Linked DNA regions of Mus musculus: region 1 is linked to region 2. Evidence: chromatin contacts called from public ChIA-PET data. All regions are on one chromosome and are shown on one strand. Each heading gives the region's core, a stretch centred on a gene start, on an enhancer-like site or on the middle of the called end of the contact. The rest is flanking DNA. Distances are from core to core; before and after follow the strand shown. Region 1 overlaps Irak2 (interleukin-1 receptor-associated kinase 2). Region 2 overlaps Setd5 (SET domain containing 5).

Evidence for each region. ChIA-PET counts read pairs in DNA pulled down with a chosen protein or histone mark.
Region 1: an RNA polymerase II ChIA-PET map of memory CD8 T cells shows a contact between it and region 2, with 12 read pairs. The contact joins two enhancer-like sites. A contact is called at or near these places in 2 of 115 datasets of contacts at active chromatin or transcription factors (memory CD8 T cells and pancreatic cancer cells).

Annotation. Positions count from the first base shown.
Region 1 is chr6:113,653,953-113,656,759 of GRCm38.p6, forward strand. The region is part of intron 2 of Irak2 (interleukin-1 receptor-associated kinase 2); the gene reads left to right. Among named protein-coding and RNA genes, the nearest start is that of Irak2, 17 kb to the left of the region's middle. Within about 2 kb of position 1,254, at least 100 of the 459 cell types and tissues checked have an H3K27ac peak or open chromatin away from gene starts, as enhancers often do. A contact at or near this core is called in memory CD8 T cells, where this site is marked.
Region 2 is chr6:113,140,467-113,143,166 of GRCm38.p6, forward strand. The region is part of intron 17 of Setd5 (SET domain containing 5); the gene reads left to right. Among named protein-coding and RNA genes, the nearest start is that of Lhfpl4, 54 kb to the right of the region's middle. Within about 2 kb of position 1,410, at least 27 of the 459 cell types and tissues checked have an H3K27ac peak or open chromatin away from gene starts, as enhancers often do. A contact at or near this core is called in memory CD8 T cells, where this site is marked.

The sequences.
Region 1 (2,807 bases), core at 4-2,503, 510 kb after region 2:
ACTCTAAATCCCACCACGTTGACAAGACCAACTTATCAAATGAAAATGTACTGGTCCCATGTAGCTGAGGGGTTCTGCCTGTCAACTGAGTAGGGGGAGACCCGCGGGGGTCTGAAGGGATGTGAGAGGTGACTAAGCATTTCTCTCCCATTGGCCGCTGCCATCTTCCTGTCAGGTTTTTGTGGATTTCTTGTTGTGGGTGTTGAGGTGGGATGCTCACACAGTAGGGAAGAGCAGCGTGGCCGAGCTCTAACCCCGTCTGGAATTTTCTCGATGAGCTTTGTTGTTTTCTGGACGACATGCTTGTGCAACTCTAACTGTTCAGACTCTGGCTTTGGCGTGTGAGCCAGAGTCACTTCCTTCCTGGATCAGGGCTCTGTGGACAGGGGACTTTGGGTGGCTGTTGAGCAAAGTAGAGAAGTGTGACCCCTTCCTCTTCATAGAGCCCAGGCTGCACGCATGTAGGTGAGAGGGCTCCCATGTATAGTCTAAGAGTTTCTGTGTTTGCCCTCTCTAATGTTTTCACAGCCTCAGGGAGCAATAGAGTGTGGATCAGGATCATCTCCCTGTGGCATCAGGGACCTGTCCTGGAAGCTGTCACTGTATCAGGCTGAGACATCAGGGTCTATGAACCCAAAATAATGGGACTTAGCACCCAGTATGTCCCAGCAAGCACCTTTCCTCATGAGTTTAGTTACTCCCATTTTATAGCTGTGGAAACTGAGACTTGCCCAAAGCCACTTACCTTGTAAATGGCTAAGATACAAACCGAGGTCAGCTTGACCTTAATCTGTATTTGGGTAGGTCGTTAGGTTAAGTCTCAAGTTTCCCCTTTGGGGAATCGGGCATCTTTAGGTATGGTGGCACTCAAGAGGTGGAGGCAGGAGGATCAGAAGTTCAAAGCTGGTCTTGGCTACATTGCCGTCATCCTTGGGTACAAGAGACCCTGTCCCACACTTCAAAGGAACAAGTGTCTCAGCCTCTGTTTACTCTGTTTTTATAGCAGGAAGCTTCAAAAAGGTGGCCGCTGTTTTTTTTTAGGGTGCTGATGCTAGTGTGGGGCAGGTCACCTGATTTCCTTCCCCGAACTGATCCTTCTACAGTCGCTGTGGGTTTGGAGAGTGGTGGGAGAGCACATAGGGGGGCATGTGCCGCACAATTAAACTGGGGCACAGGGGGTTCACCTGTCAGGCTGTGACTGTGAACCATGCTGTGGTCACCCGGCTCCTCTAAGTGAGAAGGCTCAGCTGTCCTCAGTGTTTTCGTGAGTCAGTGCCAGATGCGTCAGAGGCGTGACCTAATCGCGCCCCCCTCCCCCCAAGATGAGCTGCAACATGCGAAAGGACAGCTCCTGTGTCCTTGACTTGGGGTCGCTGTGACAGGGGAGGCAATGGAAGAGACTCGTTGGCTTTTTGTTCCTGGTTAGCTGGGACCTTGCCTTCAATGGCTTCAATCTAATTGCAAGGGAGACTGGGATATGAGAGGGGCAAGTGGGTCACAGCTCCAGGTGACATCGGTTCAAGGGGATTTTGGCAAGGTTCCATCTAACCCTCCAAAGCCCCACACAGCCTCACTCCTGCCCAGTTTTTTGACCTTACCTCTACCATCTATCTGCCTCTTCCTTCAGCCCAGCCACTAAGGTCTTTCTTTCTTTGATGAAACTTATCAAAATGCCCCAGGACCTTTGCACATGCTGTTCCCTGGACTCTGGTCTTTCCCAAACATTCTTGTATTCTTCCAGAGGCCAGTCCCCATCACCTTTTGGACCTTGGCCTCAAAAGAATTTCCTCCCTTCGAGTTTCTCATTTGCATACGAGTCTTCCCACTTTGTGAATTAGTTGATTCCCACCTCATCCCGAGTGCTGGAAATTGACTCAGCCATTTCTCTCAAGCAGAGACCCTGTCTCCAATGCTGTAAGTGAATGAATCACAGTGAGTCTTTGAAACTTGGGCGGGGCCGGGCTCTCTGGGCATCTAGGTATGAAGCAGTTAGGAGGTAGGCCATGCCTGTCTCTGTCTCTTTTACATTTTCTATTTAGAGTCAGTTATTATGGTGCACGCCTTTAATCCCAGCACTTGGGAAGGTAGAATTACCAGAATGTGTTCATAGAATGAGGACTCTGATGTCAGTTCTGGAATCCCCTCTGGCCCAATGAACAGCGCTGGGATTTGCCGCTGTGTTATATAGGCAGGCAGATCTCTGAGTTTGAGGCCAGCCTTTTTCTACAGAGATAGTTCTGGAACAGCCATGGCTACTTAGAGAAACCCTATCTCAAAAAGTAATATTTATTTTTATTTTACTTTATGTGTATGAGTGTTTTGCCTGTATGTATGTATGTATGTATGTATGTATGTATGTGTACCATGTGTGAGCAGTACCCACAGAGGCCAAAAGAGGGCGTCAGATTTACTGGAGCTGTGGTTACAGACAGTTGTGAACTGAGAATTAAACCCACGGCCTCTGGAAGAACAACAAGTGTTCTTAACTGTTCACCCATCTCTCTAGCCTCTGCTTACGTCTCTCTCTGGTTTTTTGTTTGTTTGTTTGTTTGTTTGTTTGTTTTGTTTTTGTTTTTCAAGACAGGGTTTCTCTGTGTAGCCCTGGCTGTCCTGGAACTCACTCTGTAGACCAGGCTGGCCTCGAACTCAGAAATGCGCCTGCCTCTGCCTCCCGAGTGCTGGGATTAAAGGCGTGCACCACCACGCCTGGTTCTGCTTAAGTCTCTTTTGAGTTTGGAGTTTTTACATGCTGTGTGTGTGTGTGTGTGTGTGTGTGTGTGTGTGTGTGTGTATACACGTGTGATGTT
Region 2 (2,700 bases), core at 160-2,659:
AAGGAAAGAATATATTGAAAGATGATATAATACAAATTTTATTTCCATATTGTTTTTTAAACATAAAATTATTATTTGAAAGAAGAAAATGTTGAAATAAACTTGTCTGTTAAACGTTAAAAAGAGCTGGGCGTGGTGGCGCACACCTTTAATTCCAGCACTCGGGAGGCAGAGACAGGTGGATTTCTGAGTTCAAGGCCAGCCAGGGCTACACAGAGAAACCCTGTCTCAAAAAACCAAAACAAAACCAAAAAAAGCTAAAAAAAAAATATTAAAATGCAGGCTAGAGTGATGACTGCCATTAAGAGCACTGGCCATTCTTTCAGAGAACCCAATTTTTAATTCCCATAACACCCATATGGTTCCTCACAGCTATCTGTTACTCTAGTCTCTAGGGATTTAATGCCCTCTTCTGACATTTCCTGGCATTGTGTGCATGTTTTACACAGGCACACAGGAAGGCAAACCACTTGTACACCTAAAGTAAAAATAGTATTTTTAAAAATTTGTGAAAAATAAAGTAGCAGTGAAATATCAATAAGTGTCAGGAGTAAAACCAGCTCCAAGTGGAAAGGAAAAACCTTGAATAAGAAGCGTGTTCATATCTAGAACTGAGGGGATGAGGTACACAGTCACAGAGAAGGAGGGGAAAGAATCTAGAAGAAGGAAAACAAGAGCCCTGTGCTTTGTACACCCAGCACCCTCCCCATTCTAAAACATTGCTATCCACCTTGTTTTGCTGAAGCAGCTCCATTTATATATCCTAGCATAGCATAGCCCACGTCTGTTTTCTGGGCCTCAGTTGTTGATAGTCTGTATATTGAGAACTTTCCCTTTTCCCCAGTGCCTGGTACAGAGTCCTTGTCATAGCTGCTATCATCACTTTCATGTTACCCTTCACACCATCACCTCAAGAGCTCACTCTCCAGTTCCCATGTGTTAGAGAGGTATTACCTCAGCAAAATGTTCTGTCCTATGAAAGTCACAGAAAAAATACACATATACATGGTATTGGGGTGGGAGGGTGCTTTGTTTGTTTTGTGATCCAGTAAGTACAATGGATTTTTAACTCTGTTAGATGTGTGCAGGTGTATAACAGTCACTTGAGAGGAACTGATCATAGTTCACAGGTATACCCCTAAAGCTAGTAAGAGAATAAAGAAAAGAAAGATTATAATCAGAGGAAGTATGGGGTGAAGAAACAGAGTTCCTCTAGGAAGAATAAGGAGTAGGTTGTGCCCCACCATAAGAAACACTGTGAGCCCTCTAAAATGATTCACCTAATTCTTTCCTGAGTTCTAATTGAGGTGTTCATTGATAGCATGAAACATTATAAGTCCTTTCTAAGGTACCAGGAAGCATTTAGCTGAACTAACCACTTTGTGGAAGTGAGTTCTGCAGTTAAACATTTACCATATGCATAAACATTAACCATCCTCACCACCAAATCCCTCCCTAAAAAGTGTGGCAAACAGCCATGCTTATCGTTACTTTCTGTTTTGCTTCTTGACTCTGAGAAGATAAATAACAAGATACTTTTTCCTCCTCTAGAACATCTCCTCCCCTGAGGGTTCCCCTGCACATAGGCCTAAGCCCCTGTCACCAGAGGTAGTTACCATACCATCTCAATCACATGCAGGCTGAGAGTGAGTGCACAAGGGTGGTCCTGAATTGGGGGGTGAGGGGGCTGGACTGGAGGGTGGCCTCTCATTCACAGCAAATAGAGTGGATCTTATATAAAAACTGACTGCACAGGACCGTGGGGAAATGAGTAGCTGTTTTTATGTTGTGGGGTTGCTTTTGTTGTCATTTGGGAGAAGGAATGGCTGAAGAGTTTCATTAAAGAGAATCTTCAGAGGATGTAGATTCTATGTGCATGAGAGCATTGTTAGAGAAAGTCATGAATAACATCCTCCTGTTAACAAGGAAACTGGAGTTGGTCGACACTGTCTCAGTATCATGTCAGCAATGTATAATTGGGGTTAAACTGACAGCTCACACGGCTGGGTGTCTGGGCTTTGGGTGACAGATGAGCAGCTTCCTTTAGGGAATCCAGCGTTCTCTGGCTTTCCTTCATTTCCTCTGGAGTGCCTAGTTGGGTGTAAGTATGTAAGGAAGCTTAAGCCCAAGCTCTGGGTTACAAACCTTCTCTTGTGCAGAGGCTGGGATACAGTTTGTGTGCAGTGATTTATACCTCTTAGGATACCAATTTCAGTACTTTGCTAAGAAACCCTCCTACCCTAAAGATCCAAAATCATGATTTCAGTGTTAGCAGTTATAATAAGCTTTAGACATGTAATTAATTATTAACCCTATAAATCTACATGGAGCTTTTTTTCTCTGTACCTTTTCAAAATTAACTGGCCTTTAGTCTCACTTTCCAAAATAATTAGGGCCCTACTCCCTGACTAATCACCAAATTCTCAGTCAGTAGGATATTCTGTAGATCATCATGAAACTGAAAAGATTATATTCCACTAGTTTATTGTTAACTTCCTGAGTATTGTGAGTCCATCTTGTTGGGAAAGTATAGATTGCTCTGTCTTGGGTTGCTAAAGATTCAATATTAGAAAGGCTTTGATAACTGATCTGTCTAGTTAAGGGAATGTTGGTGTTAAGCGATACAGATAAGCAGTAATGGGTCGGTTTTATCACTGGTGCATTTCAGCCTTTGATATGCTTTTTGGCGGTAGGCTTTAG